2 separate regions of the Sus scrofa genome follow, and region 1 is linked to region 2. The links are chromatin contacts, called in public Hi-C maps. All regions are on one chromosome and are shown on one strand. The core of a region is the stretch at or near the end of the contact, and the rest is flanking DNA. Distances in the headings are between cores, read along the strand shown. Region 1 holds the start of ILF2 (interleukin enhancer-binding factor 2). Region 2 holds the start of TPM3 (tropomyosin 3).

Region 1 (6,922 bases), core at 2,495-4,994, 430 kb after region 2:
AGGAGACCAGAAGTAGGAGGGCTTTTACCCCAGAGTCATTTGCTGATCCAGAATTGGTGGCAGGAAATAGAATGTGTTGGGCAAGTACGACAAAAGTTGGAATCTAAATGGCCCCAAAGGTGATAAACCACCTTTCCTATTTTGGGTTAGGATCCTGAAAGTCTGCACACATAGGGGAAACCCAGGAGGAGGGAAAACCAGAAGTAAACAGAAATTTGCCAAAGCCGAAACTAAGACCCAATCAATGGTTTAACAGCAAGTTAGACTCTACTAAGGAATAAGTAATGAATTGGAAAACAAGAACAAGAAACTGCTCAGAATGAAGCATGGATAAAGAGGAATAAAAAAAATAAAAGAGGGGATTGGAGATATAAAGGCTATCATGAGAAAGTCTGACACTATTTGGTGACCTGAAGGGAGGGAAATAATAAGGTAGAAGCAATATTTTAAAAGCTAATGGCGGAGTTTCCCGTCGTGGCGCAGTGGTTAACGAATCCGACTAGGAACCATGAGGGTGTGGGTTTGATCCCTGGCCTTACTCAGTGGGTTAAGGATCTGGCGTTGCTGTGAGCTGTGGTGTAGGTCGCAGACGTGGCTTGGATCCTGCGTTGCTGTGGCTCTGGCGTAGGCCTGTGGCTACAGCACCGATTCGACCCCTAGCCTGGGAACCTCCATGTGCCATGATGAGAGTGGCCCAAGAAATGGAAAAAAGACAAAAAAATTAAAATAAATAAATAAATAAATAAAAGCTAATGGCTAAGAAACATAAAAAAAGAAAAAAAGAAGGAGTTCCCCTCGTGGCTCAGCAGAAATGAATCTGACTAGTATCCATGAACACGAAGGTTTGATCCCTGGCTTCGCTCAGTGGGTTAAGGATCTGGTGTTGTTGCCTTAAGCTTTGGTGCAGACGCTCCTCAGATCTGGCATTGCTATGGCTGTGGTGTAGGCCAGCAGCTACAGCTCTGATTGGACCCCTAGCCTGTGAAGCTCCATATGCCCATGGGTATGGGTCTAAAAAGACAAAAAAAAAAAAAAAAAAAAAAAGAAAGAAAAAGAAAAAGAGGATTGATGACCTTCAAAGGAGCAACCATTTGTTCAACATTTTTTTTTCACAGCAAAAATGGAAACCATACACAGTAAAATAATATTGTAAATGTACTAGATGAAAAATAACTTCCAATCCAGAATTCCATATCCAGAGAAAATGTCCTTCAAAAACAAAGGTAAAACAAAGATGTATTCAGAAAAAACAAAACGAAGATGGCCACCAGCAGAAGGGTACTAATTCTAAAGCAGAAGGAATATTCCAGATAAATGTTGGGGATACAGGAGGGAATAAAGAGCATTAAAAACTGGTAGACTTCAGCCTGGCAGCTACAGCTCTGATTGGACCCTTAGCCTGGGGTGCTCCAAATGCCGTGGGTGCAGCCCTAAAAAGTCAGAAAAAACAAAACAGGAGTTCCCATCATGGCTCAGTGGTTAACGAATATGACTAGGAACCATGAGGTTGCGGGTTTGATCCCTGGCCTCGCTCAGCGGATTGAGGATCCGGCGTTGCCGCCGTATGTCGGTCGCAGACATAGCTCGGATCCCACATTGCTGTGGCTGTGGCTGTGACTGGCAGCTATAGCTCTGATTCAACCCCTAGCCCGGGAACCGCCATATGCTGCGGGTGTGGCCTTAGAAAAGACAAAACAAAGAGACAAACACACACAAAAAAACCTTAAAAATAAAACAAACTGGCACACCTCAATGACCGTTAGTTTAATTAATAAGTAAGGCTAAGGGTCAAGTCGGAGCTACAGCTGCCAGCTTGCGCCACAGCCACGTGGGATCTGAGTCATGTCTGCAACCCACACCACAGCTCTCAGAAACACAGGAGCTAACTGACTGAGCGGAGCCAGGGGTCCAAAACCCACATTCTCATGTTTACTGGTTGGATTTATTTCCACTGAGCCACAACCGGAAGCCCAAGTATTAATATCTAGTGGGACTGAATATATATGCAATTTAAATTTTGTAAACATATACAGCTACACTTACCCCTCTGCAATGAAGAGGAACAATTGCATCTACTGCAAGAATCTTGTACAAAAATGATCATAGCGGCTTTATTCATAATGTCTCCAAACTGGAAACGACCCAGATGTGTTTGCCGGTGGCTCAGCCTGTTGGAGGTCTGAACTCATCAACAGAAGAATGGATAAACAAACAGTGGAATATTTATGCAATGGAATGCTACTCATAAATAAAAAGGAGGAGTGGTTAAGGATCCCACATTGACACTCCTGTCAGTCTCGTCACTGCTGCGGCTTGGGTTTAATCCCTGGCCTGGGAACTTCCGCATGCCCTGTGGGGCTAAAATAAATAAACAAGTAAAAAGGAACAAATTGCTGATAAATGCAGAAACATGGAAAAATTTTGAAATGTGCCAAGCAAAAGAAGCCAGAGGAAAAAGAACACATAGGCTGTGAGTCCATTTATGTGAAGAGCAGACGAAACCAATCTACAATAAGAGAAATTGGAATAGTGTTTGCCTCCAGGGGGAGAGCAAAGGCGTATAAGCCAAATTTGTCAGGTGCTAAAAATATTCTTTATGTTAATCTATGCGGTGATTACAAGGGCAGAATACATTATTCAAAAATATTGGAGCTGTAGATTTAAGATCTGTGCATTTTGCTGTAGTAAATAATACGTCAATGTAATACTTAAAAGTTACACAATAGTATATATAATTCTAGAGTCAGTGTGGTAAATTGAATTAAATTACTCCTGCATTTTTCACGAGGAGGGTAAAATTAGACTCTGCCCTTTCAAGGAGGCACGAAATTTTTAGGGTAACCACTGAGGGAGCAGAAAAAGTGCGTAACTTTCTATTGACAGAGGCAGGGAAGGAATAATAAATATTAGTCAGTGAAAAAGAAGGCAAGAAGAGGGAGAAACAGGACAAAGAGCAACTTGTAATATGATTGATTTAAATGCAACAGCAGTTTATCCTTATATGTGGCTGTGAAGCTTCGTTTAAGAGTAAAATCCACCAGGGAGGTTGCCGAGTGAGGAAAGGAGAAATGAGGGGATACTGGGCAAGAGGGATGGGTCTGGTCTTTTTCTCCAGTCATTTCCGTTGTTCTCTTCATCTGAACTCTCTTTCCTGAGGCTGTCTCAGTTTGCCTTCTAGCCCCTCCACATCAGTATTTCTCCTCTCCGATTCAATTATTATATTCAAATCCGCTTCTCCTGCCTCAAGTTTCTAGTCTCTGTGAACTACATCCAGACGTGTAGTCATAGTTGCCTAAGTCCCTTCCTATTCCATTTCGCCTGCTTGCGCCATTTGCCTGCTTTTGGCAAAAATTAGCTTCTAAGGAGGAAAACATAGGAGTGCGGTATTTACATCTACTAGAAAAACAAGAGTTTCTGTCCTGGAGTGGGAAGGAGGGGGGAAAAGAAAGAAAAGCTCTCCTAGCAGAGGATGGTTTCGATCCATCGACCTCTGGGTTATGGGCCCAGCACGCTTCCGCTGCGCCACTCTGCTAGCTCGGCAAGATATTTTTCAAAAATCGTATAGAAAGTTCTCTGAGTGTTAGCCAACCTGATTGCTCTACACCATGCCCCCTGGTGTCCGTAAAAAAAAGTCTTTCCTGTCAAGTCCTTTCTTATTGGCTGGTCCCTGACATAGTAGGGGCTTTTTATTGGTTCATAAACCCGGTTTGCTGAAGTGAACCAATAGGCATAAGTGGTGCAGAACGGCGGGAGCCAATCACGCCGGGGTTTGTTGGCATACGCCGGCAAGCCGCCTCTCCAGTTGAGGGCTTCTCGGAGGAAAGGGGCGGTTGGTGTGGCCTCCATTGTTCGGACTTTGGGACGCCATGAGGTAAGGGTCGTGGGGTGCTCTGGAAGGGTTTCGAGTATTCGACCAAAAACTTTGGGTACGCGGGCTGAAAGGACTCGGAGGTCTTGAAGGGCCGTGTATCTGGGGGCTGCACGGAAATCTGAGAACTCCCGCTTGGGAGCGTGGGGGAAGTCGGGGGCCGCGGAGGCGGGGAAACGTGGGCCAGGGATGGGGGTGGGGCCCAGGCAAGGGGAAGCGGGAGCGGGGGCGGTTAGATGAGGGGCTGTCCTCACCTCCCAGGAGGACCACCTCCCCACCCCGACCACCATCTAGACTGAGAAGGCTTGAACGTGCCTCGTTCATACTCCAGGCTAAGTGCTTGACGTATAGGGTTGCCGTTAGATGCTTTTACTAGTTACGAATAAATGAGCAATCTCGTTAGTCTCTGAAGTATTAGGGCTGGCGCGCCCCGGGAATTATGGGGCATTTCTTGTAGGGCTCACTGAACCTCGTCAGTATTTGATGTGATTAAATTACCCAGAAGGAGGCGGTCTTGGGGGTTGAGGCTGGGCGCTTGGGACGGATGGAGAGCAAGTGTTGTCAGTGGGAATGGGATCTCTTAGCTTCCAAACGGAAGTTCACGGAGATGGCGGTAAGCGAACTTGAAATCATATGGCCGGTATGGTGGAGGTCGTTTCAACGCGGTGAGAACCAAGTTAAAAATGTATTTATGCATTTCTAGGGGGGACAGAGGCCGTGGTCGTGGCGGGCGCTTTGGTTCCAGAGGAGGCCCAGGAGGAGGGTGAGTGCCAGTTTTTAGCATCTCTGCACACTTAGTTTCCATTTCAGTCACCTAAATGGGGTGTTTGGAGCGGACTAATCTTACCTGCTTTTGTGAGCTCCAGCTGTGGTTTAGAAGCATTCTTTCCGTGCTCTCCTAAATGAGAGTTCTGGCCCCTTTATGCTAAAACCACTTGATTTCTGTGGTGAATAATTTGACTTGTTTTTCATTTTTTAGGTTCAGGCCGTTTGTGCCACATATCCCATTTGATTTCTATTTGGTGAGTACCTTGACCGCAGTTCACTTGTTTCCTGGAGCCTAGGGTCTCCCTGTTAATAAAGTCAAATGGTGGTTGGAGTAGGAAAGGGGGTTAGTGAGTGGGATTGGGTTTTGAGTCAGCCTGTATTGCTTTACATACAAAAGCAGTGTAAACTGGGTGGGGAACATAGTTCCTTGACTACAGTTGGTAGTAACAGGATTAGAATCTTTGTTTTGAACAGTTAATTGTATCTTTGGTTTATCTGTTAATGTAACGGTAGTGAGAGCTTAAATTATGGCTCTTCTAGTTTCTATGCTTGTTTAAATATTTTATGGAGTTAAAAATAAGTGTTTTAGAATTTTCTCTTTTCAACTTTTTTTTGTTTTGTGGCAACAGGAAAAAACAATCTTTATTTTATGTTATTTTTGGTGGGTAGTATAAAATTGTTTATTTCTGGTTTAGTGTGAAATGGCCTTTCCTCGGGTCAAGCCAGCACCTGATGAAACTTCCTTCAGTGAGGCCTTACTGAAGAGGAATCAGGACCTGGCTCCTAATTCAGCTGAGCAGGTATATTCTGTTAGTTTTCCTCCTGAGATTTCACGAATGAAGTAGAGAAGTAAATAACTACTGGTGCCGTTACACTTATCAGAGCCTGCCCTCCCCAGAGGGTTTAATTGTTCTCCTTATTTCTCACTGTGGGTGGAGGGAGAGCACCAGGGATGATATAAACAAATTATGTGTGCATTTATATTTTTACTGGGGCATCTATCTTTGGATCAAAGTTTTCTCTTCTGGCATATTCAAAGCCAGAAGGGTCCAGAGTGTTTTCAGAGTCCGTTGTAGGTACTGATTGAGCCTGTATTGCAGGGATTAGGGGAAAACATTCAAACTTGATGAGAAGTTGCTTATCATGTTTCACCTTTATGGTATTTTTGTTTCCTGCTGTTTTCAGGCCTCTATCCTTTCTTTGGTGACAAAAATAAATAATGTGATTGACAACTTGATCGTGGCTCCAGGGACATTTGAAGTGGTGAGGTTTTGATGATTTAGTCCTAGGGAAGGGTGGCCTTGGTAGTGTGGAAGTTGCCTTGCTTGGCTCTAAGGTTTTTCTTCTGAAATTCTCTCTCCAACAGCAAATCGAAGAAGTCCGACAAGTTGGATCATATAAAAAGGGAACGATGACTACAGGACACAATGTGGCTGACCTGGTGGTAATCCTAAAGATTTTGCCAACACGTGAGTGTGCCTTTCCCTGGCCTTGGAAACAGAACATATTTGGGTTTGAGGTATAGGGATCTTTAAAGCCCATGTATCTTGTGTGAAAGGCTGTTTAGAAGACAGGTGGGAAATATATTTATTTTGGCGGGTGGGAAAATTTTTTTAATGTGTCGTATCTGAAAAAAAGTATGGCCAGTTACCAAAGGGCAGTGTGTCTCAACTGAGGGTGGTTTTGTTCCCCCATTTGGCAGCGCCTGGAGGTGTTTGGGGGCTAATGTTTTTGGGTAGAGCTCAGGGTCACCTCTAAGCATTCTACAGTGCACAAGACAGACCCTCCCTTCCAACCCCAAACAAAGAATTATCTAAGCCAAGAGGGCATTAGTGCCACTGCAGAAAAAGATGTGTGTGCTGGAGGGGATGTCCTATTCCCTGAGCCTTCCAGTTTCTCTGTCCAGGTGTTAACTTTCCCTTGTTCCAGCAGAAGTAGGGTGCAGGGTAGCTTAGAGATGTATGGATGAAAAGTCTACACAAATAACTGCAATATTAATTATCTTTTCTCTTGATCTAGTGGAAGCCGTTGCTGCTCTTGGGAACAAAGTCGTGGAGAGCTTGAGAGCACAGGATCCTGCTGAAGGTTTGAGTTTGTTGCTAAACATGTAATTTAGTGGTCACAGGAACCAGGTCTGTAATTATAAGTACATTTTAACAGAGTCAGATCAGGCTAGAAGGAAGAGTGAATGAATGCAGAGTTTTTTGTTGGGGAAGTTTTTGGCAGAGATCTCCAAATGTTCAAAATCCAGTAGATCTCTTACCTAACTTTTAAAATCCTGTATTC
Region 2 (6,273 bases), core at 85-2,584:
AATTGTAAAGTGATGATTAATTACCAGGTCCTGAATCATTCAAGGTCTGGAGAATCCGGCCGGTTGGTAAATCACTGGTGTCTACTGACTCTCAAAAGTAACAGGGAAAAAGACCAGTACTTTATGCTTTAACTTTTGCTTTTCAGGGCTGCACCTGTGGCATATGGAAGTTCCCAGGATAGGGGTCCAATCAGAGCTATAGCTGCCAGCCTTCGCCAGAGGCGCAACAGCACCCAGTCCCTGCCGTGTCTGTGACGGCAAGGCAGATCACTTAACCCACTGAGCGAGGCCAGGGATAGAACTCGCATCCTCACGGATACTAGTCGGATTAAGGATCCGACTAGGAGCCATGAGGAAAACTTAACACCTGTATTTTAAATAGAACACTTATGTTCAAAACTGATGCCAAACAGATGGAGTTCCCCTTGTGGCGCAGTGGTTAACGAATCCGACTAGGAACCATGAGGTTGTGGGTTCAGTCCCTGACCTTGCTCAGTGGGTTAAGGATCCAGCGTTGCCGAGAGCTGTGGTGTAGGTTTCAGACGCGGCTCGGATCCAGCGTTGCTGTGGTTCTGGCGTAGGCCGGCGGCTATAGCTCCGATTCGACCCCTAGCCTCGGAACCTCCATATGCTGTGAGACCGGCCCTAGAAAAGGCAAAAAGACAAAAACAAAAAACAAAACAAAAAAAAAACTTGATGCCAAATAGATAGCGTTGTCAACCTGCCCATCTCTTCATCCCCCATTAATCCCCTTCATCGACTTTTAGGAAATGGGAAAGAACCTACCTGAGCAGCCTTTGAAAGGAGACTGGATATCTGGGCTCTTTTGAAGATGAGGCACAGAAAGACCAGGTTTTTTCTTAGTACCTGTTTGGAAGCCTTTATGGGGTATATGGTGGAGAGGTACACAGGGTGCCCTAGCGGGTAAGTGGTGGTGGATCAGCTGGGTAAGTAGTGGCCGATCAGCTCTGGGGAAGTGAGGGGTCAACTGCGAGTGTGTAAGGGGCCTCACAGGCCAACCATTGTGGACAGCCAGCCCCGCGGCTGGAGAGGTTTAATCACCACGCGCCTTCCGGTTACCATGGTAGCCCTCCCTCTTTCCAACCCCGCCCCCCTTTGCCTGCTGGAGGAAAATGCTGGGAGCGGTCGCCCCGGGCGACTGAGCGGTCCCGCCCTTCGCTCCCCGCGGCTGGTCTCCCTCCAGTGGACAGCCTTCCCGCCTGCCTGGCGGTGGGAGGGCGCGGCGGTGGTGGCGTCACGTCCGGGCGGGTGGGCGAGTTCCGGTATTTCAGGGCGGAGCAGGCGGAAGTAGGGGTGAGAAGCGGCTGCAGCGCCGAGCGGAGAAGGCAGGAACCCGATTGCGAGCAGGAGCTGGGTGGGCACCATGGCTGGAATCACCACCATCGAGGCGGTGAAGCGCAAGATCCAGGTTCTGCAGCAGCAGGCCGATGATGCAGAGGAGAGGGCCGAGCGCCTCCAGCGGGAAGTGGAGGGGGAAAGGCGGGCCCGGGAACAGGTACGGAGAGGGCGAGGCGAGTGAGGGAATGGCAGGCGCTGGAGCAGATGGGACCCCGAACTAGGTCCCATATTTGCGAACGAGCACGGTCCTTAGAGGGCCAGCATACTTGGTGATGAAGTTGGAGCCCGGAGGTTGGGTGGGGCTCAGCTTCTTTGGACATCTAGCGGGTGAGGGGGGAACGGGGTGCTCGAGCGAACAGGCGTGACCTTTGAAGGAATTGAGCCTCGCGGGCCTGAGGAGTGGTTTTCCTCCTTTCTCCCAGCTCATTCATTCAGTCGCTCTGAGCCGGGCGCGGCCGGGGGAGGGGCTCAAGCGGCCTCTCCCTCCCCCACTTCCCCGTCGAGGGCGGGGGGGATTTTGCTCTCGTTGGGGTTTCCGGCCTCAAGGGTGAGAGTAGGTGGCTGCCTCTCCAGTCTGGGAGGGGCAGAGCCGAATTTAAGGTGAAAGGGTGGGGGTTGAGGGTGGGACCCGCCGGAAAGCCCCCAGCCTAGCCTGCTGGTAGCTTTTCCGCTCCCTCCTCCTGCTCAGGAAATGAGGCAGCAGTCGGCCGAGAGGAAGCGCGGTGCCCTCCCTGGAGGAGGTTGAGGCCACAGCACCGCCTCCCATCCTCCGGCCTGGGGCCCTTTCCTCTTACGGGGAGCCCTTGCAACTGCTGAACCCATTCTCTCTGTCGACGTGAAGAGGGAGGGGAGGAGATGGTACTTCACTCCTTCTGTTAGTGCAAATGTAGGTATCAACAAAAACTTGCCTAGCTTCCACGATGACCTGGAAGGCAGGAACTTATGCCAGATTCAGGCGTTTATTGCTGAAGTGTGAAGAGTGCTAGCTGACCAGGTTAAGAACACTTCGTCCAAGCAGAGCTGATAAGCGAGTGTATGTTGCAGAGAATCTGATGGGGTGCCAATTTCTGTCAAGGTTTCTAGTTCGCGTGGTTGATGGAGTCAAGATACCGAGTTCCAAATAATGAATTCCCGGGGGTCTCTAGTGATGTTACTCTGCTCCTTTCCCAATTATCCACTACAGTGTTTTGTTTTGTTTAAGTTCAGTAAATATTTGTTCTACTGAAAGATGGAACATAAAATGTTAATGAGCCGAGGGGTGATTCTTGAAACCACTTTCTGTTTAGAAGGGCGATTTGTTATAGTAGGCTATGAGCTTTTCAGGGTCTAGGGTGCAGTCTAGTAGGTGGAGCTGATATCTTGAGTTGAGGCTTTGGTTTTGGAGGATCTTGAGGCTGGAGAGGAAAGTAACAGTTGCTAAAATTTGAAGACCTGATGAAAGACCTCTTGTGGTGTATTGGTATTCCTGGTTCTTCCCGTTGGTAAGTTGTTGTTTGTTTTTTACTTTTTGGCTGCTTCTCTGGGGAGTGGCTGAGAATTAATGCTTTGGGGGAAAGAGGGGAGGCAGCTGCCTTCCAGGTTAATACTTAAGATTGTTAGAATATTCATTGCTTCATATAACTGGGCTTGGAAATGCTGGGATCTTGTCTTCCTCAGTCACCCACTTGTCAGTGGATTTTTCCTCCCAGTTTTGTCCACAGCTTCTGATTATCAACTCAAGTGAAGATGAACTGGCTGGGTGACTCTTTATGACAGCTGACACTTTCTCATCTCCTTTGTTCTAAAGACCAGATCCTGGTAAAAGGGAAGACGGAATGGCCTGAAGGAACTAGCCATGTTTTGAGCTCCAGAGTCTTAGGGTCAACACTTAAGCATGCACATCTTAGGACTAGTTCTAGGGTAGATGATGCCCCCTCCCCTCCCCAAGCCCTCAGGATTTGATTTTCCAGCTAGGATGTTCTCAGCCACTCTGTCTAGGATTTGGTCATTTTCTTTGCAGGAAAATTTAGCCCCCCCCCGGTGATTCTAGCCAAGTGAGCAGCCTCAGATGTTTCTTAAGCTTCTTCTCCCTTACTCAGAACCTGCCACATTTGTTTATCGAGCTTAGTGAGGTCTAGTGAGGAAGTCCTCAGATGGGGAAGTAGGGTGGTAGTTAAATATTTATGAAACCAGTTAGTATCTTCTCCCCCAGCTTGAGGGAGCCTAATCTTTTGACTTTCTGCTCTAGTGAACTTTGAATTCCTCCTGAGGGGACACCTGTGGGAAGGGAGGGGGTTGCTTGAACTACCTGTTATCCTCTTAGGGCATTTTGGAATGTGGGTTTTACTGGCTCCTCCTTCCTGGAGCTGGAAGCTCAGCACTCCCTGATGCTATCACATGCTCTTAGTGGAATTGTCACTTAATTGCTTTTCTCATTGCTTTGTGTGAACATCCAGCCCTTTTGGGGAAGCTGGGTGAGTCCAAAGCAGAGACCAAGTTGTTCTGGAATCCACAACTCTTTCCTGCTTTTGGCCTGGAGATTGACCTTTTATAATGTAGCACCTTGTAAAATCCACTTTCAATTTTGAATCTCCCTGTTGTCTTTTTTGTTAAACTGAAGAAAACTGCAACATGTTTAATGTAGTAGCTTGCCTTATCTGGAGTGGGGGTAGTAAAAATACACATGCCATAAAATTTACCACTTTGTTTTAAAGTGTAGGGTTCACCTTCTCTGCTTTTAATACCTGTCTTGTAACTTCCCTTGGTATTTCTTTTTCTGGTCTAAAAGATTTAGGAATACTATGGAGGGAGTGAGTGGGCTTTGTGAACAGCAGTTTCGATTGTGGCCTTATTCACAGATTCCTGGTCTGCAGGGGTGGGTGGTGGTGGTGGTGGTGGTGGTTAGAATGTCTGACTATTGTGTGGCTCTCTCCCATCCGTGGGGTCTGGTGGAATAAGCAACTGGCTTTATCACCTGTCTTTGGTTTAGATTTGTTTTCCTGCTGATTTCCTTTCTCTTGCCTTCATACTGGAGCACCTACTCATAGGGGAGAGGCAAATAGCCCTTTGCTCTGAGTGCCTCCGCTCAGACTCCACCTTTGTTTACTCTGGGACAGATAGCTCTGCTCCCTTCCAACTTGCCTCCCCCTGGACGAAATTTAAAGTGCCCAAGGACACAGTATCTGTCTAGATACATTTGTGAACACAATAAACCAGAGCAGTCCTTTACTCATAAGGCTTAAGCCTAACTTTTCCATTACTCTTTTCCTTTGAATTTCATCTGTGGCCTTTGTCTAAAAAGAGAAACCGCAGAGTGGCAGAATGCCAGATCTAGGCTAATCCCCTTCTGTCCTTGGCCCTGATGTACCTTTCAGCAGCAGTGCCCTGTTGGTTTTCTTGCCTTGATGGGTATGGTGTGCTCAGGGAGTCCCTTCAGAGTGGAAGATGGTAGAAAATCGTTTCATAGCTGAAGCTATTGTCAGCCATCTTCTGAAGTGACCTGAGCTGCTGCTGTGTTCCCTCACTCACCCTGGGATCTTTGCTTCTTGGGCAGCAGAGAAATCCTATTATTGCCTGAAGGAAAGACCTCAGTGTACCTCCAAGCTGGACAGAGGTGGGCGGGCTGAAAGATCAAAACCACATCTAAGGCATGCCAAACCTGGGATGATAGAACAGCGTAAAGTTAATGTTTCCCAGGGCCGTGTCTCCCATTCTCATTTGCAGAAGTTGGTCCCACTCAGTCTCTGGGTACAGCGTGATTGACCTGAAGGGGATAGGCATTGTACAGAGAGGTCCTGGCTGGAAGAAGTCAATAGGTGTCTTCCCTTGTTCCTTGAAACATTTAACAGATCTTGATTCTGCAAGCTTTTTGTTTCATTGTAAAGAGAACTGATCCTCTGTGGGAGGAGAAAAAAGGGAACAGTGACTGCCCTCCCCTGTTCCCCACCCTCCCCACAGGGTCTCCTGAGGCTTTTGCTGGAACTCCCATCCTGGATTCTGTTTTTGATGAGGCTCGTTCAATATATGCATGCTCTAGTTAGGGCACCAAGATGTGTTTTCTCCTCCTCCCTTTTCAGCCTTGCGAAGAATTCTATTGTAAATGCTGATTTGTGGGAGAAACTGCCCGAGCCAGCTTGTTGTCATGGAAACTGTACACCCCCGCCCCCATAGCCTGTTATCTTCTACTTCATTTGGGTAACTACTGGTGAGCTGGGTGGGGTCTTAGATTTCATGAGCTCCCTTCAAATCTGGGCCCATTCTGTTTTTTTTTTTTTTTTTTTTTTTGGTTCTAGGCTTCTGAAGAGGGGTGGGGTAAATCATTGTACTGGCAGTGTTTTATAGTTCTTGCCTGATAGCCAGACTGCTCATAATCTTGGCCTTTTTGAGCTTGTGAGGCGAAATATGTGTTCTCCTGTAGGGTACATCTTTTTTCTGAGACAGGACCAGAGAATCCTTGTCCCCGCCCATGATATTTTAAGTGGAGATACAAATCGTTTCTTAGTAATTTCAGCATATGCAGACATCCGGATTTTCCTGTAAGGCAGTGGTTACATAGCCCCAGCGCCTGCAATCCCTTCAATCTCCCATGTTTGTCTTTGGAGACTTTTGGGCTGTATCCCTTCTCTTAGGGGCTGGTGGCCCAGATTGTTTCTATAGCTACCCCCACCCCTGACTGCCAGGAGGAAATCAGGGTAATAGAATTCAGGCACAATCTGGGCTGTGGAAGAGAGATCATGTTTACCAAGCACTTGGATAAGCATCTGAACTGGGTAGCATGCAGGGCAGATTAAATTCTTGTACGGTTGTGGCCACCAGTAAAGGTATGGGGAGGGGACAGGCAGTCATAGGAGGGAGGCTTTTCTACAGTAGAAGTCATGCACATGCAGCTGCCTCCTTTCTTCCTTTCTTACTCCATTGCCAAGAAGGAGGCATGGA

Evidence for each region. Hi-C and Micro-C count contacts between places; a contact is called where the count stands out from the background.
Region 1: a Hi-C map of embryonic fibroblasts shows a contact between it and region 2, with 2.7 times the contacts expected there. The contact joins the promoter of ILF2 here to the promoter of TPM3 in region 2. A contact is called at or near these places in 3 of 5 promoter capture datasets (fetal liver, fetal skeletal muscle and liver), 2 of 47 Hi-C or Micro-C datasets (embryonic fibroblasts and liver) and 1 of 2 datasets of contacts at active chromatin or transcription factors (alveolar macrophages).

Annotation. Positions count from the first base shown.
Region 1 is chr4:95,977,118-95,984,039 of Sscrofa11.1, forward strand. It overlaps ILF2 (interleukin enhancer-binding factor 2), which reads left to right and starts at 3,745. Exons shown (of 14, transcript XM_005663409.3): 1 at 3,745-3,871; 2 at 4,572-4,631; 3 at 4,848-4,890; 4 at 5,332-5,436; 5 at 5,822-5,899; 6 at 6,003-6,105; 7 at 6,656-6,721. The coding sequence starts at 3,867. It overlaps TRNAM-CAU (a tRNA gene), which reads right to left and starts at 3,532; the gene lies at 3,461-3,532.
Region 2 is chr4:95,548,493-95,554,765 of Sscrofa11.1, forward strand. TPM3 (tropomyosin 3) reads left to right here and starts at 1,335. Exons shown (of 8, transcript NM_001001632.1): 1 at 1,335-1,516. The coding sequence starts at 1,385.